Linked DNA regions of Mus musculus: regions 1, 2 and 3 are each linked to region 4. The links are chromatin contacts, called in public ChIA-PET, HiChIP or PLAC-seq and promoter capture Hi-C maps. All regions are on one chromosome and are shown on one strand. The core of a region is the stretch at or near the end of the contact, and the rest is flanking DNA. Distances in the headings are between cores, read along the strand shown. Region 1 holds the start of 4933431G14Rik (RIKEN cDNA 4933431G14 gene). Region 2 has its middle 10 kb from the start of Gm38827. Region 3 has its middle 14 kb from the start of Gm1070. Region 4 holds the start of Kdm3a (lysine (K)-specific demethylase 3A).

What was found. Promoter capture Hi-C pulls out the DNA fragments that hold promoters and counts their contacts. ChIA-PET counts read pairs in DNA pulled down with a chosen protein or histone mark. HiChIP or PLAC-seq counts read pairs in DNA pulled down with a chosen protein or histone mark.
Region 1: a promoter capture Hi-C map of neutrophils shows a contact between it and region 4, with 4 times the contacts expected there. The contact joins the promoter of 4933431G14Rik here to the promoter of Kdm3a in region 4. A contact is called at or near these places in 4 of 39 promoter capture datasets (cranial neural crest, hippocampal neurons, neutrophils and 1 more) and 1 of 9 other capture datasets (pancreatic islet).
Region 2: a contact with region 4 is called in an H3K27ac HiChIP or PLAC-seq map of T-cell acute lymphoblastic leukemia, with 4 times the contacts expected there. The contact joins the enhancer-like site here to the promoter of Kdm3a in region 4. A contact is called at or near these places in 2 of 39 promoter capture datasets (embryonic stem cells and hippocampal neurons), 4 of 484 Hi-C or Micro-C datasets (CD8 T cells, cerebral cortex and liver), 15 of 115 datasets of contacts at active chromatin or transcription factors (the 230-238 cell line, the SCID.adh cell line, T-cell acute lymphoblastic leukemia and 9 more) and 1 of 9 other capture datasets (embryonic stem cells).
Region 3: a contact with region 4 is called in an RNA polymerase II ChIA-PET map of memory CD8 T cells, with 36 read pairs. The contact joins the enhancer-like site here to the promoter of Kdm3a in region 4. A contact is called at or near these places in 5 of 39 promoter capture datasets (cranial neural crest, embryonic stem cells, hippocampal neurons and 1 more), 1 of 484 Hi-C or Micro-C datasets (the N1E-115 cell line), 13 of 115 datasets of contacts at active chromatin or transcription factors (the 230-238 cell line, CD8 T cells, T-cell acute lymphoblastic leukemia and 5 more) and 1 of 9 other capture datasets (macrophages).

Annotation. Positions count from the first base shown.
Region 1 is chr6:72,121,332-72,124,630 of GRCm38.p6, reverse strand. 4933431G14Rik (RIKEN cDNA 4933431G14 gene) reads left to right here and starts at 1,434. Exons shown (of 3, transcript NR_045165.1): 1 at 1,434-1,586; 2 at 1,685-1,786; 3 at 3,004-3,299. All of the region lies in intron 1 of St3gal5 (ST3 beta-galactoside alpha-2,3-sialyltransferase 5), which reads right to left.
Region 2 is chr6:71,162,831-71,166,018 of GRCm38.p6, reverse strand. No RefSeq gene overlaps it. Among named protein-coding and RNA genes, the nearest start is that of Gm38827, 10 kb to the right of the region's middle. Within about 2 kb of position 1,283, at least 18 of the 459 cell types and tissues checked have an H3K27ac peak or open chromatin away from gene starts, as enhancers often do. A contact at or near this core is called in the SCID.adh cell line and T-cell acute lymphoblastic leukemia, where this site is marked.
Region 3 is chr6:71,305,952-71,309,440 of GRCm38.p6, reverse strand. No RefSeq gene overlaps it. Among named protein-coding and RNA genes, the nearest start is that of Gm1070, 14 kb to the right of the region's middle. Within about 2 kb of position 1,665, at least 20 of the 459 cell types and tissues checked have an H3K27ac peak or open chromatin away from gene starts, as enhancers often do. A contact at or near this core is called in CD8 T cells and memory CD8 T cells, where this site is marked.
Region 4 is chr6:71,631,580-71,635,057 of GRCm38.p6, reverse strand. Kdm3a (lysine (K)-specific demethylase 3A) reads left to right here and starts at 2,141. Exons shown (of 27, transcript NM_001038695.3): 1 at 2,141-2,220; 2 at 2,479-2,561; 3 at 2,787-3,002. The coding sequence starts at 2,817.

The DNA of each region.
Region 1 (3,299 bases), core at 185-2,684, 490 kb before region 4:
ATATAAGAGTCACCTGGGTGGTACTGGTTTTAAAGGCATGAAGTAGCCATGGAGAATAGCTGAGGCTTGGCACTGTGTGGCAGGGCTGGTGCCGTATGACAGCCCCCAGAAACAGCAGCTGCTATGAAATGGAGCCAGCTGGCACCTGGAAGGCAGGCTGGGTATAATGCTGAGGACAGGGCCACAGAGGTGACCCAGGCCCCACTGGGAATCCCAGAGGACGGTGAGTGAATCCCAGGTACTGAGCACTGAGTTGTCGGTACTGTTGGAGCTCGGCTTTGTCTTGTTCAGATTATGGTTTTGCTCTGGGTTTTTCCCCCTCTTCAAATAAAAAAAGGTACTTTGTTATTATTATTATTATTATTTACTGTTATAGGAGCACACAATTGAGAGATTTTAAAGCTTCTTTAAGAGAAAATTTTGGAGTTTTACAGATATTTTAAAATTAGAAAAGTGGATATTTTTAAAAGAACAGCTTTTAAAATATTTAAATGTATAAGGCTATGGGATACTTTAAATTTATAGAATGTTTTATATTATTAATATCTGGCCTTAAAAAATAGATAAGAGGCTAAAAAATTAGGGCCACAGCTATGAGCACCAAACGCTAAACACCAAAACCTTAAGTATTCCTCTCTTTTGGAGCAACAAGACAACGACCTGAAGAATCTGACTAAGAACTGGATGGATGTCTCTCCTTACCTAAGGCCGGCTCAGGCTGGAAGAGGCTGGCTTGGGAATGTATGTCTCCCTTCCTCGTCTTGGCTAACTTCGTTAGGCTTTAGCTATTGTGATAATCTGAGTAATATAAGAAACTAATATTCTATAGTGGTACACTGTAAAAGGCTCAGCAAAGTTCCCAGTATCTATGTGGACTGTGTTTATGAGTTACAGTTTTATTTTGATACCAAAGAGCTTCAGTTCCTTCAGAAATGATTGTTTTTTTTTAATTCAAACTTCACAAAAATAAAGCTGTAAAATCCTAGTCTTATAAAAGCTGCTAAGCCATAGTTAAGACATGCAAGTTAACAGTCACAGAGTAAATGATCAAATTCCATAATGTGTTCAGAACCTCACTTGTAGTCATGCTGAGTGCTAATATCATTAATTATAGAAATAAGCTTTATTTACTTTTTTTTTTGTTTTTTGGTTTTTTGGTTTTTTGAGACAGGTTTCTCTGTATAGCCCTGGCTGTCCTGGAACTCAGAAATCTGCCTGCCTCTGTCTCCCGAGTGCCGGGATTAAAGGCGGCACCCCCTGGCTATTTACTTTTCAAGGTTAAGCCTAAAGCAAGTAACTAAAAGCAAGCAAAGTTTATTACTTTGTATATACTTAATAGATATTGGTCCTTAAGACTTTCTAAAGGTCTGCTGAATTTGGAATTTAGAATGTTTAATGTAAAAGAGCTTACCATGACAGAGACCCCAGCTCCTAGTAGTAGAAGCCAGATGAAGGCTTCTAAACATGACACCTTCATCTGGATTCTGGTAACCTTAACCACTGGGCATAACTGCCTCATGCCTCGTCTGCCATCAAACCCGGCCACTGTTGAGTTGATTGCTGTACTCTTGCCTGGTCAAAGTAAGGTCAGTTGGGAACAGAACTCAAGTCCATTGAAAGAACCACAGGGTAAGGTCAGTCCCCACAAAGTTCCTCACCTGTCCTCCACATAAAATTCTCTCAGATCTTCTGGGCCTGGTGACTGAAGACCAATGCTGGCCTGAGACCTCCACCTCCCCCCAAGCCATCGTAGCCACAGAGCCTAGGGTGATCATCTCGATAATGAGTAAGTCTCTGTCATTTTAATCAGAACATAAGCCATTTGGATACTTTCTGCTACAATGTATCCTTCTCGGATCTCTGCTGGCATTGATGGCTAGGCTAACTGTAGCTCTGTCAGTTTAACGGCAGCAGGCAACGGGCTCCTCCCTGCAAGGCTGCAGCTGCCTAGATAGTTCACATCATATGTAAAAACTAGGCCTTGCTGTTTCTAAAGCTACTAAGTCTCCAGTTGAGAAAGGTAGATGGGGTTTCCTTGCCAACAGGCTTCATATTAAAGGACAAACAGGTTTCTGATGTAGCTATTTACTGTTCTTTTACTCAAAGCACTTGCTTTGCAATGGCTGCTCTCAGCAAAAACCATTTGTGCCTCTAGTAAATGACTAGATGGATAAACGGTTTAAAGTCTATGTAAGTTCTGAGGGTCTAAGATAGTGTTCTAAGGTGCAGAGAGGTCTGAGAACGTGAAGGCTTAAGTTCAGAGGATCTAAGAAAGTGACTTATGGCGTTCGTTGTAAAGGTTTAAGAGAATGATTTAAGGTATATGAAAAATGGGAGTTTCATATTTCTTTACCTCTCTGTTCTTGTTATACTAAGATTTCAAAAGTTCAGAGTTTTAACACTGATCAGTGGAATTCTGACAGATGGTAGAGCACTGATTGTTATTATAGTCACAAGGAAAAGAGTTTAAATTTTATTTGGTTGTCTTCTAAGTATAGACTTAACGGTGCTTCTCACTGGCTAAAATTGTCTCTGTCAAATCTATATGTCCATCCCACTGGACAGAGGAGAAATAAATGTTCATCTTTTTTAACCTGAAGCCATAGCTTTTGCTGATTCAAAGGTGGGATTCTACTCCAGCTGTCTTACAGACACCTGCTTGCTGCTTTTCCCACAATGTAGATCACTACAGATTACACACAGTGACAATGCTTATATATCTAAAACTTTTCTCTCTTTAAGTAGACTAAAAAATCCTGTAAGCTCAGGGAGTCTGAGTCCTAAGACTTGAATCCACCTCCCACAGGTCAAAAGGACTCCAGATAAGAACCACCTAAGTCCCCACACCTATCCCTGAGGACGAGGTCTCTCTCTCTCCTTCTCTCCCTCTCTCCCTGCTTCCCCTATCTCTGTCTTGAGACTCTCTCCTTCCCAATTACCAGGACTATAGGCCTAAAAGTTCCACGTGTAAGATTTTCCTTAAACTTTAACTTCTGTCCCTAGCTTGTATCTGTCTCAGCAGATTTCCACTGAGACAGATTTCAGATGACAGGCACCACCCAGGAATCAGCTGCAGACTACAGACTGATCCAGATGGCTTGGAGCCCTGGACTTGCCGAAAGCTGACATGGACCAAGCCAGCTGATTCGGATTGCTCCCTGTCTCTCCAGCTGGGTCAGCTCACCAGATGCTTCTAATGAATGCTCCATTTCCTGAATCTGAGGACAACATCTTAATTTCAGCATGAAGTAGTTAAAGAGAGTAGAGTATGCTACCCTGTGTCCTCAACAGGCTGTGAT
Region 2 (3,188 bases), core at 34-2,533, 470 kb after region 4:
GGCTTCTGTGTCCTTTTACATTCTGCGAGGATCTTTCAACACCTTGCATTGAATTAGCCACATTCAGAATCAAGATTTCTTAAGCAGGAGGCTTCCTTTCCTCACAGGCCTGCCTTGGCTGTAACTGGTTAAAAAGACATCAGCTTTGGGCAGGCCTTCCATACTTGGGCCCCTCTTGTTTTCACCTGAAGTCTTTCCTTTGTCAGCCTCTTTTGCTTTCTTTGCTGACTTCTGCCAAAACATCTCACAGCCATGGTCACACTGGCCATTCCAGACCATCATACTGGTGTCCTCGCCGTCAGCTTTCCCTGTAAAAGGAATGGGGGAGATGGCCTGATAATAAGAAATAAGAGCCGGGCGGTGGTGGCGCACGCCTTTAATCCCAGCACTTGGGAGGCAGAGGCAGGAAGATTTCTGAGTTCGAGGCCAGCCTGTTCTACAAAGTGAGTTCCAGGACAGCTTGGGCTACACAGAGAAACCCTGTCTTGAAACAAACAAACAAACAAAAACAACAAAAACACCCCAGAAAGAAAGAAAGAAAGAAAGAAAGAAAGAAAGAAAGAAAGAAAGAAAGAAAGAAAGAAAGAAAGAAAGAAAGAAAGGAAGGAAGGAAGGAAGGAAGGAAGGAAGGAAGAAAGAAAGGAAGAAAGAAAGAAGGAAAAAGAACACTTGGAACTGAGACCCCAGCAACATTTCTTATGTCATGCTAATGTCAGCAGGATGTGTGTCAGGGGGGAGAGTCCAACCTACCCTGTGATTCTAACATAGTCCAACATTTTATAAACTTCAGACTGTCACTGCTTACATTCTATTTAACAACTCAAACCAGGGTATTGGGCAAAAGCACTTTTAAAAGTTAAGAGAAATTTAAGTACAGCTTAATGTGTGTGCTCTTGGAATGAGGCTAAGAGACATAGTTGGTATAGGTTGTTCTTGAGAGGCTGCTCTGTGCACACGAAGCAGTTGCTTCAGGCAAGCGGGGGTAGGGCGGAAGGCTAATACCTCCCCTTGGGCTTATATTCTCTGACTCTGTTTATCCAGATCCCAAACCTAGGTCCTCTTTCTAGAAGCTTTCAGCATGTGATAAGTTGGGGATCTCTACAATAAAAGTATCATTATTTCGATAGTGAGAGCAGGCCATGCACCTCGCCCTGGCATCCAGGTAGAGCTGACCTTGTTGGTGGAGGCATCTGGAAGCTTTTCCTCATGGCCGGAGTGAAGAAGAGGCAGTCTACCCCTTACCAGCTGCCCCAGGCAGGAAAGCTGGCCTCAGGCAGGAAAGCTGGCCCCGCCCCTTGCCTCAGCAAAGAGGAGGAGGTGGCCCTAGTGGCCCAGGCTCAGGAAAACAGGACTGCTGACCAACTCAGCTACCACCCAGGCCCAGATCAGTGCTTTGAGTTGGCCCACACCAACATCTACACCGTCTGCAGTGATCTGAATATGCTTGGCTCTGGGAAGTGTCACTCTTAGGAGATGTGGCCTTGTTGGAATAGGTGAAGTGTGTCACTGTGTAGGCGGGCTTTGAGGGCTCCTAGTGCTCAAGCTCCGCCCAGTGGAGAAAGAGAGCTATAGTTGGTAAACTGTTAAACCTCACTGTGCTCTCAGGAGGTACACGCACGGCTCTGCACCTGCTCAAGAGCTCTGGATTTGAGACTGAAAAGACACACACACACACACACACACACACCCTTTATATTTAATAAGCCTTAACTTGCTCAGTGGTTGGGCACTTCCAAACCTCCCCACAGCTAGCACACACTCCTCTCTAATATTCCTGAGTTAACATTTTCTGAACCTATATTTTATCTTTGCTGCCCTGTTTCCTTCTGGGCTGCCCTCCTATGGGACCGCTTTCCCTTTGCACCTACACTTCCGTCCTCTTACCCTTCTGCTCCTTCGTGGCATGGCCCTTCCTTTGCCCCTCTCATGGAGGAATCCCTTCTTCTCTCCTGGGTGTTTCTTCCCTGGAAACCTTAAAAATCCTGCCTCTGTCCCTCTGCCCAGCCATTGGCCTCTGGATATTTATTGTTCAATCAAAAACCAATTGAGGACAGGGACCCTCAGCGTCTAGACATGGTTCCTGTGTGATGTTGGGAGCTTAATTAAGACAAAGCATTAGAACCAATCCCCAACAGAGAGCCTCCCCTGAGTGCTTGTAGAAGTGAGTCTTCAGATCAAGATGTAGAACTCTTGACTCCTCCAGCACCATGTCTGCCTAGATGCTGCCATGCTCCCCGACATGATGTAATGGAATAGACTGATCCTCAGAAAGCCAGCCCCAATTAAATGTTTTCCTTTGTAAAAGTTGCCTTGGTCATGGTTTCTCTTCACAGCCATGACACCCAAACTACACACCACCTATAAACTGCTCAAGTGCATGAAGGGACCGGTCATACAGATCCAAAGCCACAGGATCTCCAAGACACAGGGCAACAACAGGATATTGGAGAGTCCTGATGAGGATCCAGTATTTATACTGTAGTAGAAGCCAGAAGCCTTTAACCAGACCCCATAACTCATTGCAATGAACATTTGCAAGCAAAGCTGTTTGGGCAAAAGGGCATACTGTGTGGCACACCAGAGCTTCCACAGTGAGCTTCCTTTCCTTTGGTGGGGGAGGTCGCAGTGGCAGATGAGCAGGATCAGGGTGCATGATGTAAAGCTCACAAAGAATCAATAAAAATATGACGAAAATGACGATGATGATGGTGGTGGTGGTGGTGGTAGTGGTGGTGGTGGTGGTGGTGGTGAGACAAAGTCTTTCTACGTAGCCCTGGCTGCCCTGGAACTCTTTATGTAGACCAGGCTAGCCTCAAATTCACAAAGATCCACTTGCCTATGCCTCCCAAGTTAAAATTATTTTTGTGTATGTTGTGTATGTGTATGTGTGTGTTTATGTATGAGTATAGGTACATGAATGTCACCACGTGTGTGTGAAGGTCAGAGGACGCCCACAGATATTGATTACCACCTTCTATTTTGTGATTGGGTCTCTTGTTCACAGGACATACACCCATAGGTGTAGTGAGAGTTTTGGTTTCTTTGAAAGACACAAAGATATTACAGAAATATGGTTTGAATTGGCTCATTTCCCCGGCAGAGAAATAACCTATCACAGTCTGCCCCATGTTTCTATATTGTTGGTCAGCTAAGAGTAGTTTTGACAGGTTTAAATGTTCAGAAGACTC
Region 3 (3,489 bases), core at 416-2,915, 330 kb after region 4:
CTCACATACATAAAATCAATAAATCTTACAAAAAGAAAAAGAAAAATGAATCCAGATGGATAAATAAACACCAAAAAAGCAAATATACAGATTTTTTAAAAAAAAAATTATTTGCACCTGGGTACAGTGGCATATACCTGTGATTCAAGCTGAGACAGGGGGATCTTCTGTTCAAGGACACACAAGATCCTGTTTCAAAAACCTTTTAAATTTTATACAAGGAAATCTACATCCTTTTATCAGCTCACATCATGGTCCTAGAGTAAACCTCTTATTAAAACAAATTATTCAGCCAGACATGGTAACTTAACCTTCGATCCCAACATTCAGGAGGTTGAGACAGGGATTTTTACAAGTTTCAAGCCAGTCTGAGCTACATGGTGGGACCCGTTTCAGAAGAAAGAAGAGAGGGAGGGAGGTGGGAGGGAGGGAGGGAGAGAGAAAGAGAGAGAGAGAGAGAGAGAGAGAGAGAGAGAGAGAGAGATCTGACAAGATAGCTCAGTGGGTAGAGATGCTTGCTACTAAACTGGATTGCCTGAATCTAATCCCTGGAACCTATAAGCTAGAAGTTGTCTTCTGACCTCCACATGTGCCACATACAAACTCACACAAATAAACAGATAATGCAATAAAAATAAATAAATAAATAAATAAATAAGAGAGAAAGGAAATATTCAAATAAGATCCTCTCTCTCTCTCTCTCTCTCTCTCTGTGTGTGGTGTGTGTGTGTGTGTGTGTGTGTGTGTGTGTGTGTGTGTGTTTTAAGGGTCTTTGCCTGTTGAATATCTCGTCCACCCCCTTTCAGTCACATTGAAGCATTCTAACAATCTTGGCCAGGGCTGGATCCTAGTTGAATAGTAGAGCAAGCATATGGAAGAATACACACAGTGTGAGCAGTGCTCTCAGAGTTAAGAAGAAGGTGTTAGTTCCCGTGGAACTGGACTTGCAGACAGTTTTGAGTCACCATGTGGGTTCTAGGAAACAGACCCAGAGTCCTGGGCTGAAGCAGTAAAGAGCACCGACTGCTTCTGAGTTCAAATCCCAGCAACCACATGGTGGCTCACAACCATCCATAATGAGATCTGATGCCTTCTTCTGGAGGGTCTGAAGACAGCTACAGTGTACTTACATGTAATAAGAGAGAAATACATCTTTAAAAAAGAAAAGAGAACAGACCCAGAGTCCTCTGCAAGATGAGCCAGTGCTCTTGGCTGCTGAGCCACCTCTCCATTCTTATTCACCAAACATTTTTTGCATTTATTGTGTACATATTCCAGCACAAATCTGTCCCCTGGATGTGTTTTACATAAACTCTACCATCCAGTTTGATCTTTCCTTCTCCACACATGTGCAGGACAAGAGGGAAGGAGATATCTGTGTTGCAGGTGGTAGTGTAGAAAATGTATCTATCTGAGTTACATCATCTCCATTTATCTCCCTTTCCACACCAATGCCATCCATCTCTAGCAACATAATTTCTATCTATATAGCAAAACATCCACAGTAATAATACATATGTAATGTGTGTATGAGGTTATTTCTCACAGTTCGAAATACTCTGAGCGGTTGATCTAAAATCAACTCATGTTCTGAAAGACTTTGTGCTGTGCTATATGCCTTCATCTCTGCTTTGCCGTCGGTCTTAGCTCTTTGCTCTAACCTAGCAAGGAGAGAGGATGTTAGCCGCTAACCACCATCCACACCCTTGTTTGAGCAGCAGCTGTATCGTGCCCTGTGCCTGTTTGTGAGACAGAAACCTGCACCTGCTCTGGACATTGGCTCACTGTGTAGCATTCTGTGTTCTACCCCATGCGTGGCAGCACGTGTGGTTATGGGGCACGTGTTCTGCTATTCCAGGCCCCATACATTCCAGGCAGTGCCATTCCTGTCTACAGGGAGTATACAGTCTTTGTGGGATAGACAAATAATAAAAAGGCACTAAGAAAAATTGGACAATTTGTACAGCGTTACAATAATTTGAAGGTTTTAGTGGAGTACTGGGGAGGTGGCTCAGTCTTTAAAACACTTGCCTCATGCATGTGTGGACCAGAGTTCAGATCCTCTGACTGTGTATAATGCCTAGTGGGTGTGACTGTTCACCTTCAATGCCAGAATAGTCATGGAGACATGGGATCTGATCTCATTGGAGAGTAATCTGGCTAGCAAGACTAGCTACATCAGTGAGCTCTGGGTTTGATTGAGACTCCCTGTCTCAATGAATAATGTGAATGAATAATCCAAGATGACTCCTGATATTAGCCTCAGACTTCCACATGCATATGCCTCAATCTGTGCCCAAACACATGGATGTGTGTGCAGACACACACACATGTATACACACAAACATACATACATACATACACACATACATACACACACACAATGGGAAAAGAAAAATAATAAATTAAGATTCGTTTTTCCTTTGAGACCATCTCATGCATCCTAGGCTGTCCTTCAACTGACTACATGTCTGCGGGTGACTTTGAACTCATGATCCTCCTGCCTGTTCCTCCCAAGTGCTGGGATTACAGACATGCATCACTATGCCTGCACTAGTCTAAAGATCTTAGCTGGTTTCTTTTCTATTCTAGAATAGGGCAAGAGTACAGTTCATAAAACAGAATCAGTCTTCCTAAGAGCTGAGCTAAGGAGACCAGCTTTCTAGACAGAGAAGGACCAAAGCAATCAGAAACAAAAGCAAGTCTGGACCAGGCTGTTTCAAAGGCTCTACCTTCTAAGGTGGGGACAGAACAATGGAAAATTAGCTGATTGGTAAATATTTGATCATTTCAGTTTTTCAAATGATTAAGTGATGCAAGAATCATCATTACCATGAATGAATAACCCACCAAAAGGATCTGACAGTTACCTCTCATTTCTTTGGCTTCTCTCTCTCTCTCTCTCTCTCTCTCTCTCTCTCTCTCTCTCTCTCTCGGTTTATTTATTTATTTAATGCATATGAGTACACTGTAGTTGTCTTCAGACACACCACAAGAGGGCATCGAATTCTATAACAAGTGGTTGTGAGCCACCATGTGGTTGTTGGGAACTGAACTCAGGACCTCTGGAAGAACAGTTGATGCTCTTAACCACTGAGCCATCTCTCCAGCCCCTCTTTGGCTTCTTGAAAGGTCAAATATATAGCTTAGGGTTGGTTTGATGACATGGGACTTTAGCGTGTGACTTCCTTTGATGTTTTCTTTGTGTGTCTATGTGTATGCATGTGTTCCTGTAGTGCATGCATGTGTATAAGTACACATATGGGCCAGAGGCTAACATTGGGTATTGTCAATCAACTTCCATCTTACCTTTTGAGACAGCATCTCTCCCAGAACCTGGCGTCTTCAGATTTGTCTAGATGGGCAAGTCAGTGAGCCCCAAGTATTTCCCCACTTCCCCAGTGTTCCCATTACAGGCATGAGTCTGCACTCGGTTTTTATATCAGGGCTGGAATCTGAACTCAGGTCCTCAGACTTGTGTGGCAGCAA
Region 4 (3,478 bases), core at 892-3,391:
GTTGTTTTTTTGTTGTTGTTGTTCAGATTTAGTAATAGGACTTTGTAAGTTCATAAAGTACACTGGATATCTCTCCAACTTTTCTTGGTTCTGGAATCATGAATAAAACAGAAAAGTCATGTGTGTGTTTTAGTAGAATTTATGCCTAAAACAAAAATGTCTTTTGTTTTAGTAGAATTTATGCCTGTTATTTTCCAAATTATGTGTTATGTGATCTAAGTCCTCCACATTCTCTCATTTTAAAAATTTAAACTGCTTATTTCTGAGATAAATGGATTTATAGCATTTACTGTGATTATAAGCTGTCAAAACTTTCTTGTTTAGTACTATTAACTTAGTTCATATCTTCAGTTTGAATAGTTCAATAATGTATTTTATAGACCCAATCCTTTATTAATATATTTCTTCTTTTTATGCTTTTACTCTTAGTCATATACCATATAACAACATTATGGCAAGTGACATGTGATATATACAGTGGTGATCCCATAAGTTTTTCTCAGTGACTTGGTAATTTCTGTAAGGACACTATGTTATCAATGTAATGAAATCATCTAACAACCTTTTATCAGAATATATCCCTCGTATTAAATAATGTATAACTGTACAAGATGCCAATGTAGCTTTCCTTTGATTAGTCTTATAAAAATTTTACCCTAATAGTTTCAAGTTTCTTATGCTGTACTTTTCTTATGCCAAAAAAATTTTTTTAAATACTAAGTACCTCTCCATGTTTATTTATAAAATTAACCCATTTATATTTATTGTAAATATAAATGGACTTATTCCTGTCATTTTATTTTTAACCATAATTTCTTCTTCTTCCTTTTGTTTTTCTTGTTTCCATTTCTGCCTTTTGATGAAGTGGATAGGTTCCTTCATTCCATTTCCCACCTCTTAATGGTTTGAATATAATAAATCCAATTCAGTTTAATTCAACTTCAGCATTATTTAATCTTTAACATTCTGTTGTCATACATTCAAACCAAATATTTTTCAAAATAAACATCTGGTACTAATTTGCATTGTATAGCATTCCCTTATACATTTTGAATTTTTTCTGAATTCTCATTTTCACACTATTAAAACTAAATTTCCATTCATTTTATAATAAAGATTAAGTGTGATGTTAGATTAAGCACCAGGCTTCATAAAGAAGTCTTCAGTTATTCATTTCATTTTTTGATTCAACCAAGAATCCTCTGGTCCAAACCATAAAACCATCTTTTCTCTCCTTTGTCTTTCAAAGTCACCTCTTTCATTATCACTTTTATCATCAACTCCATCTACTTTCTCAATTTCTTTGTTGTTTCAAAAATCTTATATCCACTTTACATTTTCTTTTTAAAAAACCTACATCCCACATAGTTTTGAATAGATGGTTTGCCTCTAGATTTAATGAACATCGTTTTCCAGCAACTCAATGCCTTTCTTCATTTATCCTTCAAAATGGCGGACCTAGACAGTCATGATCAGTACCACGTGCGCCTGCGCCTCCAGCGGCCATTTCACCCATCAGCCCAAGCTCCAAGAGTCCGCCCCTTCTGGCGCGTGCGCAGGAGCCCCCAGAGCCTAGTCGCTCCTCCCCCTCTAACTGCGTACGCCTGAAACCGCACGTCCCAGTGCTGTCCCTCCCCCGCAGGCTGTGCACCGCCCCCGCCCCTTTCCCGTGAGATTCTTCCGCCTGGTGGAAGGTCGGTCTTCGCTCGACAGCCTACGCGCTTCAAGTGCAATCCAATAGGCGCTCATGATCCTGGGTCTCCCCATTCAGTCTTATCTGTGAGCCTGTGCGATTTTCTTTCTGGCCTCAAAGTCGATAACCGATTCGGCGGGACTTTTTTGCATAGCGCGAGGCAACAAATGGAAGAATGGAGCTGCGGCGGAGGGATCTACCGACCGCGTTCTGCGCGCTTTAATGGGGGATCGGCTTCGAGTCGTTGCTGAGAGCGGGGGGAAGGGAGGAGGCAGCCAAGGAATTGTTTTTTTTCCTCACCCCGCCCTCTTCAGCATAACCAATAGGAACGTAGAATTTCCTAGGCTGCCCCGCCTATCCCCCGCGACTCAACCAATCATCGGTGGCAGCGGCTCCGAGGGGGCGGGTCCGGGAGGCTGTGCGTGTCTTGTGAGAGAGAGCTCTTGAACCAAGTCAGAGCTAGAGTCGGCTGGGCGGCTGGGCTCTGTTGCCGCCGTCGTGGGTGACTCAGGGAGGCGGGAGGCGGGGTAAGCGCTCCGCGGGCCTCGGCTGCGGGAGACAGAGGGAGAAGGGTGAAGGACCCGCGCGGGCGGTCGCCGCGTCTTCTCGGTTCAAGGCTCAGGACGGGCGGGGGTGCGCCCGAGTCGGCGGCCCGGAAGCGGGGGGCGGGGGCGCGGCAAGTGTCGAGTCGCGAGCGAGTCCACGGCGGCTCCGAGGCCGCTCGGGGCGGGGATCGGTCGCTGAGACGGGCCCTAGGCACTAAGAGGGAGCCTTTTCTTTAACAGGGCGAGGGGACGAACACTTAGGCAAAAGCACTGGCGCCGCGGCTCAGTCCTCCCTTCTCTCTCTCAGTGTCCAGCTTTGAAAGGTTTGGAAAAAGCGAAAGTTGTTGGGGCGAGAGGGTCACGCGGCACTCGGGGGGGTGTTTGCGGGGGGGAGTGCTGGGGGGTTGGGGAGGCGCGGGTGGCAGCTTGGGGCGCGGAGTCCACCTGCGGGGGTGTCACTCCACCGGTCCCTGTCGGCGCTTCGTCTCTTCGGGCCGCCTCCGACCTCGGCCGCCCCCCATCGCATTTTGTTTTTGTGCCTTCTGCAGGGAGGAGCCCTTCCTGCTGGCGTGGAAACCATGGTGCTCACGCTCGGAGAAAGTTGGCCAGTATTGGTGGGGAAGCGATTCCTCAGTCTGTCCGCAGCCGAAGGCAACGAAGGCGGCCAGGACAACTGGGACTTGGAGCGCGTTGCCGAGTGGCCCTGGCTGTCGGGGACCATTCGAGCTGTTTCCCACACCGACGTTACTAAGAAAGACTTGAAGGTAAAAAACAAAAAGACTAAAACAAAATACAAAATCCCTAAACAAACAAACAAAACCGTCTTCTGGGGGCTGGGCAGTCAGACGGTTTTCAGTTACCTTGGTAACGGGACAGTTGAGCGCCCCTCCCTCCCTTTTCTGAAATGGGCCACTAGAAAGTTGGCAGGTGATCAGAAGGTACAGAACTCTAGACCGTGAAAGTCTTTGAAATGGGGTGTAGTGTCAAGGTGTGTTTGACCTAGAGCTCCAGTGGCCTGAGATTAATAATGGGTTTAGGATTGTTCAGACATGCTTCATTAATGCAGGCGCTGGGTCCCCTGGGACAGTCTGATTATGCCCCCAACGGGAGGCGTATTGTTTATTAGTAATAGGTTAAAGAAGTGGATGACAATTAGAATCATTGAAGGCTAGCTTGAAAGTGCTTTCAAAAAAGATGATTTCAGATGATGGTGTTCCTCTTTATTTCTTCATTCAACTTT